Regions from separate parts of the Zea mays genome. Here region 2 is linked to region 1. A link is a contact called in public Hi-C data. All regions are on one chromosome and are shown on one strand. The core of a region is the stretch at or near the end of the contact, and the rest is flanking DNA. Distances in the headings are between cores, read along the strand shown. Region 1 holds the start of LOC100282772 (40S ribosomal protein S3-like). Region 2 holds the start of LOC100193362 (acyl-CoA-binding protein).

What was found. Hi-C and Micro-C count contacts between places; a contact is called where the count stands out from the background.
Region 2: a Hi-C map of ear shows a contact between it and region 1, with 2.9 times the contacts expected there. The contact joins the promoter of LOC100193362 here to the promoter of LOC100282772 in region 1. A contact is called at or near these places in 2 of 25 Hi-C or Micro-C datasets (ear and tassel).

What each region holds. Positions count from the first base shown.
Region 1 is chr10:76,832,888-76,836,484 of Zm-B73-REFERENCE-NAM-5.0, forward strand. LOC100282772 (40S ribosomal protein S3-like) reads left to right here and starts at 1,577. Exons shown (of 5, transcript NM_001294268.1): 1 at 1,577-1,681; 2 at 1,762-2,081; 3 at 3,041-3,095; 4 at 3,181-3,312; 5 at 3,421-3,597. The coding sequence starts at 1,652. The coding sequence ends at 3,573. LOC111590385 (small nucleolar RNA snoR143) reads left to right here and starts at 2,334; the gene lies at 2,334-2,503. It overlaps LOC111590384 (small nucleolar RNA snoR143), which reads left to right and starts at 2,679; the gene lies at 2,679-2,847.
Region 2 is chr10:77,637,827-77,641,501 of Zm-B73-REFERENCE-NAM-5.0, forward strand. It overlaps LOC100193362 (acyl-CoA-binding protein), which reads left to right and starts at 1,645. Exons shown (of 4, transcript NM_001309876.1): 1 at 1,645-1,764; 2 at 2,353-2,470; 3 at 3,418-3,480; 4 at 3,625-3,675. The coding sequence starts at 1,753.

The sequences.
Region 1 (3,597 bases), core at 327-2,826:
TTTTCAACTCATATTTTCTAGACATTTTGGCTAAGATAAAGTGTAATATTTTGTTCTTTTGTGCCGACGCATCGTATGAGCATTGTACTAGTTGTCCATTGAATTTGAATGAAGCGAGATGTTGTTACTCAGCTATACGAACCGTTGGTTTTGATGATATGTTAGTTTGAGTGCATTTTTTTAAATTTAGTAGAAATTATGAGTGTGAGGCTGATTTGGTTGGGTGAGTTTTGCAAAGCTTAAACAAGTAGATTATATAATGATATAAATTAAAGATCAAAGCGATATATAGTTTTAATTTACTAATAAAAATAACTAACTTATCTGCAATACGTACTTTTATTAAATGATAGATTAGCTATTTTATAAACTATCAATAAAAGTTAGCTATTTTTTATAAACTATCCATAAAAATTAACTAATATGAATATCTGGTGGCACCCCACTGCTACAGCCGGTTCGATGACATCTATCGGAGCAATCCGATTCAACTAGAACCTCTTTAGTTTGGTTTCGAACAATGTTGGACTCAGAGGCAATGGTTCGATGACCCTATTTCTAGGGTTCGACGATCATATCTGCTTTTACCATTTCATAGGCGGATCATACTCAATGGTCTAACTACCTTATTCTTTAGGGTATGATGCATTCAAACGCTACCAAAACCACTTTTAATTCAATAATTTTGTGAGTAGGGTTTGTCCTAAATAACTTTTGGGTCTCGTTTAAGCTATCTAGTGCTAAAACTTAACCAGATCAAGCTATTGTATATTGGGCATACGACGGCTGACAATGAACGAGATGGCAAAGGGACGTTGAGATTTTTGATCATTTATGACTCTGAACAGGTGACTTCGACGATGCAACTTTAGTCAAAACAACGCAAATAACGTTGTGTTGTTTGATTCTTTTAGACTTTGTTCACTTAAAACTTAAATTTCACCAGTTTATATAAATTTAAAAGCTGGCTTGTGAGTATTATGATCATGACCGGTGAGTCGAAATCTTTTAAATTTCTATAAGATAATAAATTTAAATTTTAAAGGGTCAAAGTCTATTTTTTAAAGAGCACAGCATTATTTACACTGCTTCGACAAAGTTGAAGTTAGCTACGTTATTTCCTTATAAAGCCACATATTTCGAGTCTTAGATTATAAAAAATCTTCCGAAATGTTTGATACTCCCCCGAACTGAATTTTCCTCGCAATTGTTTCAATTTAGTCCCACTTGTTAGGATTTACACATAACCCGCTATCTTTTTTTAGAAAATACGGAACCCGGTCTGTTCGTTAAATTAAACGGGATTAAGTGAATTTAAATTAATATCAAGTCATTTTTCTCTAATTTCTGAGTCCTAACCGGAAAAATCATTATGACGGGCCTTGAGGGCCAATAGCCGCAGTCACACCGAGACACCGAGTATCCGTAAAATGTGCATGAAAGGCCCACTAACCGCTCTCTGCTCGCCTCTCCCAGCCTGAAGGCGCATATCCAAACCCTACCCGGCGCCCCAGCTATAAATTCCTCCGCTCCCCTTCGCCGCTTCCTGTCGCGCCGCCGCTCCCCTCCCAACCCACTAGCTCAAAACCCTAGAGCTCTCGCCTGCTCGCCTCCGCCGCCGGAGCGAGCTCCCCATCTTCATCCGTCAACCATGGCGACCCAGATCAGCAAGAAGAAGAAGGTACGCGAGCGCTTCCTAACCGCAGTGCTCCCCTCCCCCCCGTGCGTCGATGGATCTGACCTCGGTGCTCGGTTTTGTAGTTCGTCAGCGACGGTGTTTTCTACGCCGAGCTCAATGAGATGCTGACGCGGGAGCTGGCGGAGGACGGCTACTCTGGCGTGGAGGTGCGCGTCACGCCGATGCGCACGGAGATCATCATCCGCGCCACGCGCACGCAGAACGTGCTCGGCGAGAAGGGCCGTAGGATCAGGGAGCTCACCTCCGTCGTCCAGAAGAGGTTCAACTTCCCTGAGAATGGCGTTGAGCTTTATGCCGAGAAGGTCGTCAACCGTGGGCTCTGTGCCATCGCGCAGGCCGAGTCCCTCCGTTACAAGCTCCTCGGTGGCCTTGCCGTCCGCAGGTACAACATGACAAGACCCCGTTCCTTCTGCTAGCTGTAATTTGCTAATTTTGATGTGGTTGCTAGTTCATATATGCTTGCGTTTAGTTGCATCCAGGTGGCGCCTAGGCAGGTGAAAATTGATTTGTAGCTAGCGAATATTACCTGTAAATATCAAACATTGGTATTATTAGGAGATGATAAGCCTATAAATCGTTTATAATCTGGTTATAAGATGGCTTTCTACTCGACTCATACTTCCAAATCGAGACATTGCACCTGTGATTTATGTTCTGCCTTCAGTCCTTGTTGGTGGGATATTGTACTGGTGCATAAAGGAAATGTTGCTCCTTCAGGCAGCGTCGGCCAGACAACCGATGAGACAGATCCACAGATAAATGACTAATATCATGTTGTTTGTCTACTAAATCTGTCTCACATTTCTTAATCTCCGCAGACCCAATAGCTCAGAAACCAAGATTACAACTTTATTGGCCTAAGTGGTCTTATTTCTATAGTAAATGTGCTGACTGTAATAATTTCATGGTTTACAAATATTGTTTCATCGCTGACGTTTACTAGTTATCTGAATATATTAGGTACATTTTTTTTCTCTTTTTGCACCTATATTTATTTTTACCTGCCATCTTTTATGATGGTGTGTACTTAAGTTGGTGCATAGAGGAAATGCTGCTCTTGTAGCAGCGGCGGCCAGACAACCGTTGAGAGATGGATCCACAGATGAACAATCTTTCTGCTGTTTGTCTACTAATTCTATCTCACATTGTTGATACAAATGGTTATCTTCGCCTCATTAATTTTCTTCTCTCCTTTGTCTTTCTTTATATGCTATCGATTTGTGGCTTCCGCTAATATGCTTTTCTTGGATAATAGAATGATGCCTAGGATTTTAATATGTGAGTTGTCAAGTTTTACAGTTAGTCCAGTTCCCGCTACTGACACGCGTGTTTCCTGGCCAGGGCTTGCTACGGTGTTCTTCGTTATGTTATGGAGAGTGGTGCCAAGGGTTGTGAGGTGAGTGTTCCTTTGTACTTCCTGAGAACATGTTCATTTGTTAGTGAATGCATCTCGACAGCCTTTGTCTCTTTTAAAATAACAGGTGATCGTGAGTGGAAAGCTCAGGGCCCAAAGAGCCAAGTCCATGAAGTTCAAGGATGGCTACATGATCTCATCTGGTCAGCCAGTGAACGAGTACATTGACTCGGCTGTGAGACACGTTCTTCTCAGACAGGTTTGTTTGCTGTAATCTCCTCAATGTTTGGTCGTCTCTCAAGAGCAGGGACTACGTTTTCCACGTGCTTCAATTTAATTACCCAACTAACTTCAATCTGTCGCGCAGGGTGTTCTTGGCATCAAGGTGAAGATCATGCTTGACTGGGACCCGAAGGGCAAGGTTGGCCCGATCACTCCTCTTCCGGACCTGGTGACCATCCACACCCCGAAGGACGAGGACGAGCCGCGCCCTCCGGTCTTGGCACCTCCTGAGGTGTAAGGTCCCAACTGTGTCCTTGAAATG
Region 2 (3,675 bases), core at 395-2,894, 810 kb after region 1:
AAGTAAAGTGTTAATTTTCAGTGTTTAGAGACAAAAATCTGATTAACTCCCATTCACCCCCTCTGGTCGTCTTACCAGTCCTACACCTTCGAGTACCCATGACATATTCAAGACCTTCGATGATGACCCCATGCTTCATCCCTATTTGTGATGACATTTTGACGTCCTCTAGGATTTTGTTCTTAGTGAGATTGAGAATGGCAGGTTTCATAGACGAGAATGGGATGCGGAGAGGAAGCGCTGCAATGGAGAGGACAAGGTCACGAACAACCATTTCCATTTTGAAAAATGTTCTCTCTTAAATTCTAGATTTCTAGTGAAAATGGTATCTTAATAGGGATCGTGTGCTACCGTCAAAGATCTTGTTTTCATAATGGTACTCAGCCAAAAATTCAAGTTAGCGGTGTGTTGAAGCCAATTACATGTCCCACGCGGAAATTTCTGTGTTTGTATTCATGTTGTTTGATAATTGAGATTGTCATGTTTTATATTCTGATTTTGTTATAAAAAAACACCTGCCTTTTTTTTCCAGTAGATCGAATAACGCTTAATTTGGTCGCAACCGTAGAATGGGGGACGCTGGCATGGAACTGGCATCTAGTTTGGTCTTTTTAGAGCATCATATATTTCACAGCCATTTATTAATTTGCCCACTTGGGCGGTTCCATCCGAGCGAGCATATCCTACTGCCACCAGCTTCGAAGCATCCTACTCCCATGCTGGTCCGCCTGCTATGCTCACCAGCATCTCATTCTCATCTTTTTGGGACCGGATGGCCATGGCCCATGGACCATACATAGGTAAAAAAACACAGCTAACTGCTATTCGTGTTTGTCTTGAGTTGAAATGCTCGCCCAGATCCCTATTGAACTGATGAACTGTTGGGGTTTGGGTAGGAGTAGAAGCTTCTGGCTGCTCCTCTGTTCGTGATGAATGCTACGTTAGTTAAACAGTTTTCTCAGGTCCAGGATGGATCTTAGATCCATGGTAAAACTGCTCTGTGTTACTGTAAAAAAAAACTGCTCTATATTGAATTCCAGATCTATATTAATTTGTTTCCGGTAATAAATCTCTACCAAACATATACCTTCACTTTTCCAATTATGAGTATTGATTAGAGGTCAGGTCCTATCTTTCATTGCCTCCATGTACAAGCAGTTTACTGTGGAACTGATGCACACTACTGTCACAGTGTCACTGAATCAGCGATGCTTCCTCATTCTCTCATAGACCTTTTCTGGTGCATCCGTGAATGAAGCTAAGGACCCTCTAAAACGTATCCAGAATTTTTTTAAAATCAATTGATTTTCATAGTAGTAAACTCAAGAAATAGAGAAAACTTTCATATTCCAAAGGCACCTTAGGTCTACAACAGCTATCATATTTCACCACTTATCTCATTTCTTATTTCGAATTTTATTTTATAAACAGTGTAATCTACAATGCAAAATTTCTATTTTACACGATCTACTACGGTAACCTGTAACACTAATAATTTTGTCCTTTTCCTAACTTATCATTACTGACATTGTCTTTTTTTTAAAAAAAATCTACAATTATTCAAGGACCATCTTCAAAACTTTGCTCAACACAGGGGCTCCTGCATAATTAAATCTGGAAACAGGGGGTTTCTCACTGCATAATGACTCCAGTATCGCTCTATATAACAAGTGGATCCGATCTAGTCGCCAGTCGTCGTCGTTAAAACCGAGAAGAGACCAGGCCGAAGGAAAACAATCCTGAAACCAAGCCATGGGTCTGCAGGTACACGGCTCATCACTCTCTAAATCGCCATATTCTGCTACTCGCTTGTTGAAGATCGAACGTTTATTCATCTGATGGTCACCAAGACTGGTTCTTTGTTTCCATTTGGTTCTGAATCTCCAGTTCCGTTTCGATTCTTGCACTGTACCCCAACCCACAGTAGTGTCTATACGAGGTTCGTTTTTAGGTTCTCCAGAGAAACGATCTAGACTTCAAATCCGCTGCTGCGTGGTCTTATTTTCCATCTAGATTTGTATGCGTAGCCAAGATCTGGTGGATTCAGACTGTTGGCTCTTTGTACCCTTTATGTTCATGCTTAAGAGGGGATCCAATGCTTTTGCGCCGCCCTAACTCTCGAGCGGTTCATCATGCCTTTGGATGTAAGATGGAAAATTCCCCGTTTGTTTTAAGTATTTTGCGACTTATCGGTTTTCCATATAATTCTATAGAGAAATAGAGTGGCGAAGCGCGTGGGTCAAAGTCTGGATTGCTTAAAATGGTTTGCATGAAAGATTTACCTTGTGAAATAGTTTAGCATAGTATTGCAATCGTGGTCCCCTAGGAATATGAGCTGTATCTCTGTTGCAGGAGGAATTTGAGGAGCATGCTGAGAAGGCAAAGACCTTGCCTGAGAGCACGAGCAATGAGAACAAGCTGATCCTCTACGGGCTCTACAAGCAAGCCACGGTTGGAGATGTGAATACCGGTTAGTATGTAATCACGCAGCTAATTTTGTTCTCTTCTTTTCAGTTCCCTTTCTAAGTTTGGTGTGTGGATGAAGCTCTTGGTTTGCAGAAACCTAATTCAATTTAAGTGTCATGGCTCAAAACTATTCCTAGCATGGATAGTGTTTAATAACTTTATGTGTCATAATACGAATTCCCTGAAAGGTTGACGATTTGCTTCCTCTGTATAAATTAAACAGCAGGGCCTGCTAGTTTGCTTTTGAAGTTTAACGATTTAATTTAGAAATCTGAACAGTGGTGAATATGTATTGTGAATCCGTGATAAAATATAAAATAGGGGGAAATCCTAAGAATATAAAATGCGGGCAAAATCCTAGTAAGCAAACAAGACGGTATTATAAAGAATAAGATGAACATATTTACTGTAATATCTTTTTATTTCTTCCCAAGTTTGGACAACAAATTTTGACCATGATTCTAGGGCTTGTTTATGTAGTACATAGCAACAGAAGTTCAGCAGTAATGGAACAGGGATGTATTAGATGTTGACCAACCTCTTGGGGTTCAACTAATACTGAATTGTAGATTTCTATGCTCTGTCCTGCAACATCTATTTACTGATGAAATTTGCTGCACCGAGATGCAGTTGAATGGTAAATTCAGGTTCATAGGGTTTGGCTGAGTAACTTAACATAGAGTTAAAAAAATGTAATGTTCATATCATTATATAGTTCAAAACACTCAAATGTGTTTTTTCTTCCATATGTCAGTTGTAACCAAGTCATGATTATGCTCTGTTTGCGTTGTACTAAATGAACCTCTAGTCTGTTCGACCAGTTGCCATTAACTCATGGGACCATGATAGTGTCTGTTGAAAAACTTATCTGCGCATCTTTTCTGTTTACAATAGTATATATTTTTTAACACAGCTGTGCTTACATGTTTGTTCGTTAATAAACTTTTGAAGATCGTCCGGGCATATTCTACCAAAAGGACAGGGCCAAGTGGGATGCCTGGAAGGCTGTTGAAGGTTCATACACTCATCTGATCGTTGTATTTTGGGCTGTTTAAATTTTTTTTACCACAATACTAGTGTTCTACATGGATGTATCTATTCCAATAGCATCACAAGGTATTACAGTACTTCTTGCTCAGACTCTTGAGATCTTGGCAGGCAAATCGAAGGATGAGGCGATGAATGACTACATCACCAAGGTGAAGCAGC